Linked DNA regions of Mus musculus: all the other regions are linked to region 3. A link is a contact called in public HiChIP or PLAC-seq data. All regions are on one chromosome and are shown on one strand. The core of a region is the stretch at or near the end of the contact, and the rest is flanking DNA. Distances in the headings are between cores, read along the strand shown.

What was found. HiChIP or PLAC-seq counts read pairs in DNA pulled down with a chosen protein or histone mark.
Region 1: an H3K4me3 HiChIP or PLAC-seq map of stem cell-derived neural progenitor cells shows a contact between it and region 3, with 44 read pairs. The contact joins the enhancer-like site here to the promoter of Wwc2 in region 3. A contact is called at or near these places in 1 of 39 promoter capture datasets (cranial neural crest), 3 of 484 Hi-C or Micro-C datasets (cochlea, embryonic stem cells and uterus), 9 of 115 datasets of contacts at active chromatin or transcription factors (bone marrow-derived macrophages, embryonic stem cells, pancreatic cancer cells and 1 more) and 1 of 9 other capture datasets (pancreatic islet).
Region 2: an H3K4me3 HiChIP or PLAC-seq map of bone marrow-derived macrophages shows a contact between it and region 3, with 4 times the contacts expected there. The contact joins the enhancer-like site here to the promoter of Wwc2 in region 3. A contact is called at or near these places in 9 of 39 promoter capture datasets (the 3T3-L1 cell line, the C10 cell line, the HPC-7 cell line and 4 more), 7 of 484 Hi-C or Micro-C datasets (B cells, the CH12 cell line, bone marrow-derived macrophages and 4 more), 19 of 115 datasets of contacts at active chromatin or transcription factors (the HPC-7 cell line, bone marrow-derived macrophages, craniofacial prominence and 12 more) and 3 of 9 other capture datasets (adipose tissue, liver and macrophages).

The regions. Positions count from the first base shown.
Region 1 is chr8:47,763,336-47,767,929 of GRCm38.p6, reverse strand. No RefSeq gene overlaps it. Among named protein-coding and RNA genes, the nearest start is that of Gm31786, 15 kb to the right of the region's middle. Within about 2 kb of position 3,244, at least 58 of the 459 cell types and tissues checked have an H3K27ac peak or open chromatin away from gene starts, as enhancers often do. A contact at or near this core is called in cochlea, embryonic stem cells, stem cell-derived neural progenitor cells and 1 more, where this site is marked.
Region 2 is chr8:47,849,024-47,853,673 of GRCm38.p6, reverse strand. Wwc2 (WW, C2 and coiled-coil domain containing 2) reads left to right here. Exons shown (of 23, transcript NM_133791.5): 17 at 1,648-1,769; 18 at 4,185-4,368. Among named protein-coding and RNA genes, the nearest start is that of Cldn22, 27 kb to the right of the region's middle. Within about 2 kb of position 1,938, at least 92 of the 459 cell types and tissues checked have an H3K27ac peak or open chromatin away from gene starts, as enhancers often do. A contact at or near this core is called in adipose tissue, bone marrow-derived macrophages, female germline stem cells and 4 more, where this site is marked.
Region 3 is chr8:47,988,828-47,993,659 of GRCm38.p6, reverse strand. Wwc2 (WW, C2 and coiled-coil domain containing 2) reads left to right here and starts at 3,116. Exons shown (of 23, transcript NM_133791.5): 1 at 3,116-3,594. The coding sequence starts at 3,464.

The DNA.
Region 1 (4,594 bases), core at 1,995-4,494, 230 kb after region 3:
ACTCTGTGTGAAGATGTGTCTCTGTCCTTCCTTGCCTGCCCAAAGCACCTTCTAACTGGTTAAAATAAAATAAAATAAAAAGCCTATGACGTATAGCAAAAGGCAGAATAGTAAGGTGAGACATGTAGCAGAGAGAAAGGAACTCTGGGAAAGAAAGAGGTGTGGGAACTGAGATATGGAGGAACTTGGACATATGAAACTGAGAAGTAACCAGCCACATGGCAGACGTAGAGTAGTTTAAGCACTGTAAATAAGTAGAGACCTCCATGTCATTATTCGGGAACTGTGGTGGGCGTGGATAGTGGTGGGCATGGATAGTGGTGGGTATGGATAGTGGTGGGCATGGATAGTGGTGGGCATGGATAGTGGTGGGTATGGATAGTGGTGGGCGTGGATAATGGTGGGCGTGGATAATGGTAGGCATGAATAGGCCCATGGTTACAGAGGTCCCATGCTATTACTTGGAGCTCCCTCTGCCTCTGCCTCCGGAGATTACAGACATGGGGCACCACACTTGGTTTTCATTCACACTTTTAACAAATGAAAAAAATCAAGAACCTTAGTTGGTCCAGAAGGTTCAACAGGCTATGACTTTGAAACCGCCACTCAAACTTACTCAGTTTTCCTGGTACTTCCACCAGCAGAGTGCGAAATGTGCCAGGGGCATACTCTGCGACCACTAACGCATCTTACCCCATCGGGATCCTTGGGATCTTCTGCTCTCATTTGGCCACTGCACAGAAATAGCATGAATGATGCTGGAAAGAATCTCGCAGGAGCTCTCAGCAGCTAAAAAATGATTGGTGGACGAGCCTCATGACCTGAGTGTGACGCCATACGCCACCCTGAACCCGTACAAGAGGAGAGAACTGACCCCTGCATTTATTCTGTGGCAGGCATTCACACATGCGCGCACACAGGGACAATAAATAAAATGTTATGAACCTTGTTACTCTTTGAAAGAATCCCTTATAAAAACCTCAGAAAAACAGGTTTTGGGCACTCAATACCACCTAAAATGCCCACTCTTTTAAAGGCCAGGGAAATGCAAATTTGGGTTTATCAGCTTTTCCCAAAAAGCTAATAACTGAAAAGTTGCAGAGCTGAATCTGAAAACCAAGACTTCTTAGTTGAAAGGAAATCAGAAGGAACATAACCAAAAGTAGGTTAAACGATGCCTGTGACCTAGGAAGAAATTCACTCTAAACTTAAAGATAGTCTGCAGCCCCTTTCTCCACGAATATTCAAGTGATCTTTGAGTTTCTTTGCACACATCTGGATGAAACTCCCAGGAATAAACCCAGAGGACCTACTGTTGACTGAAGGGGTAAGAGGAGAGGGACAGTCCTCTACAGTAGGCATCCTGTCCCACCTGTAGAGTGGCAAGCTTGCCTTGACACATCCTGGTCTGAGTCACATACTTGCATACTAATGCACCCAGGGGGTCACCAGATTTCTGTGGCCTTTTGCTGCTCTGCGACTGTCTTTGACACTTCCCACAAAGTGACATCCATCAAAGTCACTAAAATCAGTCTAGAGTCTTTACCTCAGATCCTTTGCCACTCTGGTTCCCGGAAAGAGCCACTGCCAAAGTTTATTGATCCAAATCCTGCTCACCTGGGAAGGAAGAGGAACTTAGAGATCGAATTTGCCATTTGACACTCCTGACTAATTAAAAAGGGATCCCCACCCATCCACACTGGTGGGGAATGAGCAGAAGGAGAAAAGTTTGGTGTGTAAACTGCACACCCCATTCTTCTTCTTCTTCTTCTTCTTCTTCTTCTTCTTCTTCTTCTTCTTCTTCTTCTTCTTCTTCTTCTTCTTCTTCTTCTTCTTCTTCTTTCTTCTTCTTCCTCCTCCTCCTCCTCCTCTTCTTCTTCTTCTTCTTCTCAGGGTTTCTCCACATATCCCTGGCTGTCCTGGAACTCATTCTGTAGACCAAGTTGGCCTCGAACTCAAAAATCTGCCTGCCTCTGCCTCCTGAGTGGTGGAATTTAAGGTGTGTGCCACCACTGCCCGGCTGCACACCACATTCCATCAGTTCCCCATTCCTTTGCCTCTCAAGTCAGATTTCATCTTGCTGGATATTTGCAGATAGTCTGGCTAGGTAAGTGGGAACCATTTGCATTTCTTTTCTCTGGATAGGAGTAGAATAAAAACTGAGTGTGTTCCGTGAGTACAAGAGAACATCTATTGCACCCAGATGTTACCGAAAAACAAATTTTAGCCCAAGTAAATCTGACTCCTAGTGGCAGAGTTTGTTTGTTTTTGGCTTTAAAGCTAGAAGTGGGGACCAGAGAGATGAGTCCGTGGGTGAAAGTGGTTGCCACCGAGCCTGGAAACCTGGTTTCTATCCCCAGGCCCCACATGGTGGGAAAAGAGAAGCAACTCCTGCGAGTCATTGACCTTCCTTGAGTACTGTGTATGCAAACACACACCTACATACTTACGTACAGAATAAATATTTTGTCTTTAAAAAAGAAAAAGAGGGCTGGTGAGACGGCTCAGTGGGTAAGAGCACCCGACTGCTCTTCCGAAGATCAGGAGTTCAAATCCCAGCAACCACATGGTGGCTCACAACCATCCGTAATGAGATCTGACTCCCTCTTCTGGGGTGTCTGAGGACAGCTACAGTGTACTTACATATAATAAATAAATAAATAAATAAATAAATAAATAAATAAATAAATCTTTTAAAAAAAATAAAAAGAAAAAGAAAAAAAGAAAAGAAAACCCGACACAAGTTTAACTCTCTACTAAGATATGGACCTGTCTTGGACTTTTTTATTTTTAATCCTTTAGTGATCTGTCTGGGAAATAAAAGTATGATGTCTTAGTCCTTTAGGAGAAGGAGTCGGAGTCCCTGATCCCAACTTCCTGAGAATAGTGGACATTTGGGTCCTTGATGCCCATCTTATCTTGCCTGTATCAGCAAGAAACTGTCCTGAGCCTCAATGACAAGAGCATCAAGGACCTCGAAAATAAACCCTGGAAAGGGCCCTGTCACACTGGCCCAGCCTCATTGTTGGCTCAAAGTAAAAGTCCCCCTCCTGCCGTGACCACTTCATCTCGAGGCCTCCCAGCCCTGGGTGCCCAATTCTGGGACCTGGCCTGACCTAACCTTGCTCCTCTCTCTTACTTTGGCGTACTTACCAAGTTTTCCATTCCTTAAAAGTATAGCTGTGTGTGCTGCCAACAGCCCGAGTCCCTGGCCGGAGCCCAAGGAACCCTCTCAGCCACCCCCGCAGATGCTCAGTGACCTGAATATGCCCCGGTGCCTGGTGTGATGGGACAAGTGATTAACCCCAAGACCGTACGGAGCAGCCCCTCTGAAAGCAACAGAGGCAAAAAGTCACGAGTGTGGACCCCTCTTCGGCTGTTGTCGTCTAACGAAAGTCGTTTACCCTTCCATCAACACCAGTTAATACTTTCTGAACGTGGCTTTGGATTAGCCCTGCCTCATGCTTTTCAGAAGTCTAAGCGAGCACACAAGAATCAAGACAGCTAATTAGCAAATATTTACGGAGTTCCTCTTCAGCCACGGCATTTTTCTGGGTGCTGGTAGACCAGAACTCAGAAGGTCAGCATCACCGTGGAATAGAGAGAGCCTGAGTCCACACACCCCCACACCCTGCCCCGACACTCCCTGTTCTCTTAGCATAATGAACTTTCCAACCAGGAACTGTATCCGCCCTCCAAGGAGTGTCTGGGAATGTTTGAGAGCGTTTGTTGTTTGCTTTTGGCTGTGACAAACCAGCATTTATTGGGTTGCTGTGCAGGGATGTTAACGCATTGACAGAGTTCCAGTCCGTTCCTCACAACCCAAAACATTCCTTCTCGCTCGAAATGCCAATAAAATTCCAGTGAAAGCTGGACAGAAGAAAAGCTGTAAAAATTCTCACTGACTCTAGGACACTTCGCTCCAAGACCCACCTCCACGCCGTTTTTTGGAGAGTGGATAATGTGTGGAGAAAGCCAGGGTCAGGTTAATGCAAATCCAGGAAATCCAGAGTCCTGTGAGATTAAGTGCCAGTCTCTGTTCTGCTAACTAGGAAAGAATTGGGTCCTTCGCGGTTGTCATTAAGTTACCTCTTATTGCGCTTCAGCAATAGTCTACGTTTGGCGAATCATTTGGCACCTGTTTTCAACTCAACAAATCACATCATCACAATTACGTTCTGAAATTATTTTTCCTAAGAACTGTGACTAATTAGAGAACAGAGAAGCGTGAAGGAGAAGGAATCCAGTGGCCTGCAGAGATCACCCCCCACCCCCACCTCCCACACCTCCGCCCCTCACTGCCTGCCTGAGGAGGCATCCCCAGATGACCTTAATCATACCCCGCTCTCCTGCAGGCTGCTAGTATCCAGAAGGCAATGAAAGACGGTCTAAGCCAGTGAAAGACGGTCTAAAAACACCGAGGAAATGAAATAAGCTATGACTAGCCAAGGGTCAGGAGGAGGAAAAAAAAAAAAAGAGTACGGCAGAGACAGAGCTCCGGTGAGTTCGAGCCACTCGCAAAGCAGGGCAGGGCTTTCAGAGAAGCACATCAAGATGGAACCGGTTTGGAGAGCAATGCTTTTCCAGACCTGAG
Region 2 (4,650 bases), core at 689-3,188, 140 kb after region 3:
GTCAGACTCCATCCACAGGTTGTGGTAAGAAGGGCTGTTAGTCCAAGTAGCTCAGCCAAGTCCGGCCACTGTGCCTCCAGAGAAGTCTTGTGGTCGGGCTGTTTTCTGCCAGGCTCCCCCAGTCTGACTTCCCGGGCTGAGCTTACAGTCCTGCCTCTGTTGCTGTGGAGCCCAGTTGATGTGTAAGGCTCTGTGCCTTGGGCTCCAAGGGTGTGCAGAGCCTGTCCACCTTTGCTCCAGCCCCTCTACTGGCATGCTGCATCAAGTTCTGCCACCAACTTCCTGTGTCCCTGATCAGAGAGGGTCCTCTAATGGCTTGTCCTGGCAGTGGCCATGGTATTAGAGCATGGGGGGTGTCAGGACTCTCGGCTTCAGGCTCCTTTACCAAACTGTCTGTCTCTCTCAGACACCAGTAAGGCACCGTGCTCCACTCTTCCTCCCAGTGTCCTCGGCTCAGCCTGTGGCTTCAGTGTTCAGCGGTACAAACCTGTCCCCTGGTTTTCTCTTACCCCCAGTTCTTAGGATGATCAGTGGCCAGAGTCCTTGAACATACATCCCTTGCCGTGACTGGGGCACCAACTAACCTGTCTTAGCTGTTTGTCTTCTCTGTTGGTGGCTATTTGTCCTGACTTCTCTCACATCCATTCCCATGGACATGGCCTTGTGAGCTGTCATCTTGCCACCGACCCAACCTAAACTGGTAGAGTGGACCCCGCCCTGTCTCCTCCCACTGCTCGCCAGGTTCTCTCCTCCCTGCCATGCAGCAGCTGTTTTCCTATGCATTGCTGTGGTTTTCTTTGTCTTCATGTTAGTAGAAGAATCTGTAATTTCATCAGTTTTTCTTTAATATGCGAGTTGCCAAAGTTTAATTGCTATCTCTGATAAACTGCAGTGTGTGAATCACTTGTGAGTCTGCCTCTGTTGTCTATTTGGGGGAGGGGGGGTGGCTTTCTACCCTTAGCTATTGGTGGAATGCTGGCCGTATTATAAAAGCGCCAGCTGAAATACTGCGGAGAGGAGCTGGTGCTCTTCTGGAAGGCAGATGACACCATGGGAAAGTTGCCTGTGTCACCTAGGGGGATTGAATTCCAAGTTTTCTCTCTTAGAGCCCTGTGAGGCATGAGATATCTGCTGGCTGTTTAGGTTGCTAGTGACTGGTTTTGGCTTTCGCTGTGTCTGGCTTTGTACAGATGTAGCTTTGGAAGGCAAAATGTGTAATTTGGGGCCCACCTCACCATTCATTTCCTCTACCCCTTTTATGTGGACTGCCTTGGTAGCTCTGCACTCCATGCTGGTGTTTGCATGCTGTGGGCTGCGGGGCCACCATTCCAGGCGCCCATCTGTTGAGCCTGCGGGCCTCATGGCTAGGTTGACAAATGCCGTTAGAGGAAGCACTGGCAGTGATGGCCACCTCTCTTCTGTCTTCGCTTTCTCTGAGACCTCAGCCCTCCAGCCTGACAGCCCCCTGACAGTCCTCTTGCCTTGCAACATCTGGGAGTTTGTGTTTGTTTTTGGTTTCATTTTGCTCAGCTCTCATATCTGTTCTCAGCAGGTCTGGTACAAGCTGTTTCTTCACAGCTGGAAATGTAAGTCTGCATCAGATTTGGAGTGTCTGGTGTTAAGTGCCGTATGGTTTCCGTTCTGCAGGACGCCGTGTCAGCCTTACTTGCGAGAACTTCAGCTGAGCTCTTGGCTGTGGAACAAGAACTGGCCCAGGAGGAGGAGGAGGAGGAGCTAAGGCCAGAGCGGCGGGGTCCAGGGAGAGACTGGTGAGCAGCCTCTGCCTTTCTCTGGGGAACTTGGGCCAGACTTAGTTTCTCTCAGGACCTTTGGGGTGGTTTATAGGTTCCTATCTTAGTTTGGAACTGTGGCAAACAGTGCAGCATCAGGGTGTGCTGGCTAGAGCCTCTCCCTGTCATTGGAGAGTTAGAGGAAGGAAGGGAGAAACTGGCAGGGTCAGCCCATTAGCTGGGCTCTTTCTCTTGCTCCTGCGGCAGTGCCTGCTGTGTGCTGTGCATTTGATTTTTGTCTACACTTTCATTTAGAAAGCTATGAAGTCTTATGTTACAGAGCAGTGGTTCTCAGCTTGCAGGTAGGGACCCCTGAGGTCTGAACAACCCTTTCACAGGGGTTGCCTAAGACCATCAGAAAGCACAGATATTTATGTTGATTCATAACAGTATCAAAATTACAATTATGAAGTAACAGCAAAATAATTTTTATGATTAGGGATCATGACAACATGATGTATTAAAGGGTTGCAACTTTCTTCTCTCTCTCTCTCTCTCTCTCTCTCGCCCCATCTCTGTCTCTGTCTGTCTCTCTCTGTCTCTGTCTGTCTGTCTCTATCTCCCTCTCTCTCTCTCTGTCTGTCTCTGTCTCTGTCTGTCTCCCAGAAGTATCATTCAGGATGTTCTTAGGCAAAGTCGCTATCATCACTGCAATATTGGTCTTGGGTTTCCTCCTCTGTGTCAGCAACCCGTCCTTTAAGGATGTCAGGTCATGTGTCTGTGTGTCTGTCTGCATGCAAAGGCCATCTCCTAGGTGTCTGCTATGTTCTCTTAAAAGACATTTTAGCCAGTGCCTCCATTTTGAGTAGCTTTCATGTATAAACGAATTCAGATTAATTTTTATGAACAGTCATTATACTATTATGCAACGGTTGGACGACTTAGCATGTAAGGTCTGCACTCGTGTGTATGTATGTACACATGCAAAGATAAAACATGTTAGAAATTCAGAGTGATGAGGAATGTCACAAATGTTAGACGTGGACATTTGTAAGGAAGGGCTACAGCATGATGTCCAAAGGCACAGGGACACCGTAGATAAGGCCAGCATGGGAGAGACGTTCATAAGGTTTGTCCTAGTGTCCCTAAGCATCAAGCTTTTCTGCCAGTTCAAGGAATGCACTTCGTGGGTTTAAAAGGGGGGACTTTCAGTTCTCTGTGGTCACTATTGGTTCTCCCTTGTGTTCCCTTCATGGCTGGACACTTAATAACCAGTCTGTCAGTCTGCCAATATGTCACCCATTGTGGTTAAGGCTTGACACTTAAGTCAGTGAAAAGGATTCTTTCTAGTTTTAGAACAGGAAACTCAGCCAAGTGTGCCATGTTCCAACCTTCACAGTGGTCCTGCAGTGTCACTCTGTCAGCCAAGTGTGCCATGTTCCACCCTTCACAGTGGTCCTGCAGTGTCACTCTGTATAACCTGATCACAGATTTTTGTTTTATTTTATTTTATTTTTTACTTTTTTAAAGATTTATTTATTATTATATCTAAGTACACTGTAGCTTTCTTCAGACACACCAGAAGAGGATGTTAGATCTCATTACAGATGGTTGTGAGCCACCGTGTGGTTGCTGGTATTTGAACTCAGGACCTTCGGAAGAGCAGTTGGTGCCCTTAAACACTGAACCATCTCTCCAGCCCCTGATCACATACTTTAAAAAAATTTTTTTGATATTTTTATTTATTTTTATTTTATGTGTATGGGTGTTTTGTCTACATGTGCACCACGTGCATGCAGTTCCCTAAGAGGCCAGAAGAGGGCGTCTGATCCTCCAGACCTGGAGTTACAGAGGTCTGTGAACTGCTGCAGGAGCTGGGAGCTAAACCTGGGTCCTCTGGAAGAGCAGCCAGTGCTCTTAACCACCGAGTGAGCCGGCTCTCTGGCCATGTGGTCACGTCCTCATCACGTGTCACATTCAAGCCACGAGCATGTGAGGCCGTCAGTCACCTGATAGTTCACACAGCTCTGTGCCTGCCTGACAGTGAACAGTTAGTAACAGGCAATCCTCATGTCTTAGCTAAGAATAGTCAACTGTTTTATGACTAATTCTACAGTGAACTGAATAATATCAAGTTACTTTATAGTGACTATCATGTTTTTACATGCTGAAGTTAAAACTTGTCTGTGGTCCTTGGACATTTCTGTTGAATATCAGGAGACTTGGCTAAGTTTCATAAACTTAATATTTTTGTAGTGGTGATTTTGCTCTGGATTCCTGAAACAATCTTTTTTCTTGATCTACTTAGTTAAAGAGCTTCCTGCTGTCACAGCGTGTCTTTAGTCACATGTGTGACTCAGTTTCCCCTCAGGTAAATGGGTCACCAGCTTACTCACACAGCATGGAGCAGGCCTGCCACACTGACAGTGACTGTTTTCTTCTGTTTCACCATAGCCTAACGATGCTAAGAGAGGCCTCTGACGAACCTGCGGCTTTGAGAGAGTCTGGGGTTCCCTTGGCAGAGGGCAGCCGCTGCACAGAGGACCCGAAGCCATGCCCTAGGGGGCCTGAGACAAGCCAGTGTAGGAAGGAGCCTGCTGAAGACCCTGGTCAGCTGCCATCTGGACTTCCCACCCTGGTAAACGTTCGCTTCAGCCTGCTAAAACAAAGCCCCTGTAGACGCCACCCAAGGGGTTACTTGTTTCCTCTCCTACATCAGGATTGGGGCTCCAAAGCTGACTGAAGGCTTTCGTGGAAATATCACTACTCAGCGTCAAAAGTACTTTACAGTTTCAAATGCCAGGAAATTAATCTTTCCTTTATACTTGGCAAAAACAGCACTCGCTCCTTGATATCTCTAAATGTTCTGTGAATGCTTGTTAAAAGTATTGTCTGGGACTAGAGATGTAGCTGAACTGGT
Region 3 (4,832 bases), core at 1,867-4,366:
AACCCTCAGGCTAGCTATGTAATTAGCTTTATTTTGTTTTTTGGACACAGGGTTTCTCTGTGTAGCCCTGGCTGTCCTAGAACTCACTCTGCAGACCAGGCTGGCCTCACTCAGAGATCAGCCGGCCTCTGTCTCCCAAGTGCTGGGGCTAAAGGTGTGCACCACCAACGCCCAAACTTGGCTTTTAACAAGAATCTCAGGTCTTTACATTTGTGTGGAAAGCACTTTTGCCCACTGAACCACCCACCTCCCCAGTCATCTTTTGAGACATGTGCTATACCGTCTGATTTTATGCTGTTACAGACGGAACTAGGGCTTGCTAGTTTAGCATTTACCACCTGGGCTATATTCCTTTATCCCTTTGTGTTTATGGGCTTTGTTGTTGTTGTTTTTGTTTCTTTTCTCTTCTTCTTTTTTTTTTTTCTTTTTTTGGAGACAGACTCTCATGTAGTCTAAGATAGTCTCGAATTTACTATGTAGACAAAGCTGTTTTTCAACTCTTGGTCTTCCTGTGCCCACCTCCTAGGTGTGAGATGACAGTTGTCCATCACCTTCTAGTTGTTTATTGCTCCACATCCCAACAGAAGATTAACACTGGTGAATATAGAACCAGGAGAAAAGGCGAGTCTCCGAGCCAGTGAATAGACTCGTTGCTGGTTAGTTTGTGGTAACTGGCTGGCTGGCACCCACAAGCAGCCTATACACCTTTCCTGGCCAATGATCACAGGCAGCCATAAGCAAACCGGAAGTGCGCCCATCTCTAAAAGGGCATCATCTGTACATTTCACAGATATGAATATAAATAAAGTCTCATTGATTAACCCTTAGGGAGTCTTCAAAGGGATTGTAGGAACTCAGAATTGGATCCTAGTAAAAAGGGTTCTGAGAACTGCAACCCTTTCTGTCACTTGGACTGCTTTTGGCTAACGTTTCCTGTGCCGATCAGCAGAAACGAGCCTGTGTCATTTTGGCATTTCTTTTTGAAGTCTGGGGATTCATGGGACAATAAACGTGAGCCACTTTGCATTCCTGAATAATATTTAGTTGAAAGCTTACCTGACTTCGTTATACAGAGGACGCCCATGGAGTGAGTATTCATTCCACGGAAGCAAGCTGACCTACTGCAACAGCTATGTGCTTCACTCTTACGGTTGAGATGTAAGGTGTCGACATGCTAGCACAATAAATATCTTCAAATTCTTTAGGGGAAGGGAGAAACTCACTAAGGAAGCCACAAATTAGGATAGTTTGGGTTAGTCACTGGCTACATCTTGGCCATGTGAATGGGCCAACATAGAGAATTACACATTCGGCAGTGTAACTTTAGACAGGATCCCTCCACCCACTGAGAGCTAGGACCCTGGCTGATTATCTTACTGCTAATAGGCTGAGGCAGAATACAGGTTAGGAAGCAGAAACTTCCCTCAACAAAGCACAAAAACCAGCTTCCACGGGCCTTGGCATTATGGGAAAGACCTAGAAAATGAGAGGTTTCTCTTGAGAACCTCTGCCTCTCTCTGGTTGTCCGTCCCAGGTACACCTGGTTTTCCAGTTCCTGGGGATTTCAAGTGTCTGCAGCTGCATAAACTGTTTCATTGAGAATAAACCCCTTTCCTTTTTTTAAAACCCCCTTCAAGGCACGTGGAGTCCCCTTCTGGAAGCTTGATTCAGAGCTTGGTTCTTACTGTCTAGTTCTATTCACAACTTCAGCAAATGCCCAGGCACAGAAAATGTCCTGCCCAATGCTAGGTCCTGAAGTTATTACATTGGCAGGTCTGGTTAAGGGAATTCAGACCAAGAGGTGAAGGATTGAGCTCTGGGGCCTTTCTTCCTAAAATCTGCCATTTCAAAAGCATCTGCTTAGAGGCCTGGGAGAATATTGACAAGGTTGGCAATGCACAGCAGGCTGTAAAGGTTGAGGACGAAAGGCTATTTCTCAGACTGAGGACAAGGGACACTGCAAGCTTAGTGTCTTGACTCTGCCAAGGCTTTGTCGTCTTAGGAGTCTGACATCCGGCTCCTACCCAGGGCCGATCAGCACTTAATAGCTAAATAAATAAATGTTTGTGAGAGATCTACACCTCATACCAGATGGACCCTTGATCAAGCAAAGTGTGGCCACTGACTCCCGCCTTGGCCCCCTTCCGAGTGATTATTAACCCCTTCTGCCACCCCACCCCCCACCCCCGGTCCGGGACTGGGGTGGAGAACTTCCCGGGACAGAGAGTTGGAAGGAAGGGACTGGATAGTGGACGCAGCCATGTCCCTTGGATTTAAACCCAGAAGGGGACGCCAGATGCACAGGGCCCTGACCCCGCCAGTGCAGCCCCCTGACCCGGCGGGGCAGCACCGGTGATTCGGACCCCTAGGGCCCGCGCGGGGCTGACTGGCGGCGACAGTGGCGGGGTGGCCCTGTCGCTTCTAAGGATCAGGCCGGAGTTGCCCCGTGGGCCACTGGGGCGGACATGTCGCAGCTCTCATGGATAGGGACCCGCCTTTACTTTGCTCCCTTAGGCCCGCGAGGCCCTGGTGAGGTCACCGAGGGCCAGACTGAGCAGAAGGCTCGGGGGCGCCGCGGCCCCGGACACGCCCCGGACACACTCCCAGCGCTTTTTGCACACTTCCCCACCGCCGGGAACAGCCAAGGCACGGGGCGCGGCGTGGGGGGGGGGGGGTGGGGGGGGTGGGGGCGTTCTGTGCCCTTACTGTTTGTTGGGACTTCTTCCCAGGACAGCATTCCCCACCCTTTCCTCTCGAAAGTCTTGTGGTTTCCCTAGAAGACGGAAAGAGGTTGAGAAGGTTGCAGACTTTTTTTTCTTTGGCTTCTTTTTCCATCCAGAAAGCCCTCTAAATCCCCAAAGGGTCTGGCGGAGAGGGGACATCTCGGGCTGCAGAGGAGGGAGCGAGCTGTGCATTCCTCCGCCCTACCGCCTCCCACCTGGCCTCGTCGCTCCCCTCCCCCGCCCGGGCTCAGCCCCGCGTCCCGCCGCGGCCGCCCCGGCAGCTGCAGGGTTAAGCTCAGGAATGTGGCGGCGAGGAATGTGCATGCAGATGAGGCGGGCGCGGGGCGGGCCGGGGGCGGAGCGCATGCTAATCGCATGCAAATGAGCAGGCCAGTCGCCGCCGGGCCGTTGCTCCGCGGAGCTTCCCGGATCCGAGCCCAGACGGCGTCGGCCGGGGCAGCCTGGGCGCCGCGACCCTCGGCGGCCACAGGGGGACGGGGAGGAGGAGGAAGAGGCGGAGGCAGCGGCGGCAAGGAGGAGGAGGAGGGCTCGCTCGTCTGTTCCGACGCAGACATGGTGGACTGATCTCCGGCAGGGCTGAGAGCAGGGATCCCCGAGGCTTCCCCGCGCGTAGCTCGCCGTGCCCCTCGCCCCGCACGCCCCTCGCCGGCACCCGCGTTCCCGCCGCGCCCCGCGCCCGGTCCCTATGGAGGCGCCGCTCGCCGGCGAGGCCGCCGACCATGCCTAGGAGGGCCGGGAGCGGGCAGCTGCCGCTACCCCGGGGCTGGGAGGAGGCCAGGGACTACGACGGCAAGGTTTTCTACATCGACCACAACACCAGGAGGACCAGCTGGATCGACCCCCGGGACAGGTGGGTGGCCGGGCCCCGGCCGGGTGCGGGGACCCGCCTCGGGAAGTGCTGCGGTGGCTGTTGTCTGGGAGACCTGGAGGGCGCCGGGGGCGTGGGGCGTCGCCGGCCCTGCACCCCCCGAGGGGCTCCGGGGTAGGCGCGGGACGGTCGGCCTAGGCGCGGCTGTATCTGCCCGCCAGGCGCCCCTTCTTGGGCCCCATTGCCCACTGCCTTCCCCACACCCCTCGGGGACTTGTAGACACTCCCTGTCCCAAGGGAAGGGCCGGATTGGTGCCCTGGGTTGGCACCCTGAGTCCAGTTAGCCGGCTCAGGGTGTGTGTGTGTGGGTACTTGACCCCTCTCTAGACCTCCTGTGTGCTGTTTAAAGTTGGTCAGATGGAGGGAGAGGGCACCTTTCGACCTCTGAGGCACGCTGAGCTCGGGGCCTCCCGGAGGCCTAAGTGATGGTGAATTACTAGTCATCTGGGCCACCTGTGGCATCTCTCCTGCCTTACATACCTAGCTCCTGGGCACTGACTGCAAGCTTTTCCTAGGGCGCACCCCGAACCATGTCCTAGGGTCTGAACGTGGAGAGAGGGTCCCACTCCTGGCTCGACCTTCGTAGCTTTGCCCCTAAGATTAAAAAAACAAACCACTGTTTTGGAGTTTTGCTTCTAACCGTGGTTCCTCACCTGGAAACCTGGTCAGATTTTCCTTGTGAAGTGGCACGGAGACTGGAAGGGAACCTTGACCACAGCTGTGGGTAGCCCAGACTTGAAGCTTAGCCTAGTTTTTGCACAGCGATATAAGCATTTTGTTCTTACCTGGAGAGCTGAATGAAGCAAACAAGAGATCTAAGAAGTTCAGGAGCTGAACATTGGTGGACTGCTCACCAATGTTCTTTCTGTTTCTCACTCAACTCTCTCTTTGCTTTTAGAAGGAACACTTAGAATTAAAGTTGTTAGAGGGTGTGGACGGTCTCACACATCTGTCCAAACTCAGCACTTGTGAGGTGGAAGGAGAATCAGGAGTTCAAGGCTAGTTTGGGTTATTCGAAATCCTGTCTCAAAAAGAAAAAAAAAAAAAAAAAAAGGAATGTAGGGTGCATTTTTTTTTTTTTTTGTAAAATTTGAAATCTGTCCATTAAGGAGGTATTTTTGTTTTTTTATATTTTTCTAGACTGCCTCATACTGTATTGTAGCTCAGGCTAGCTGGCTTGGAACTCATTATGTAACACTGGCTGCTCCCAAACTCACAGC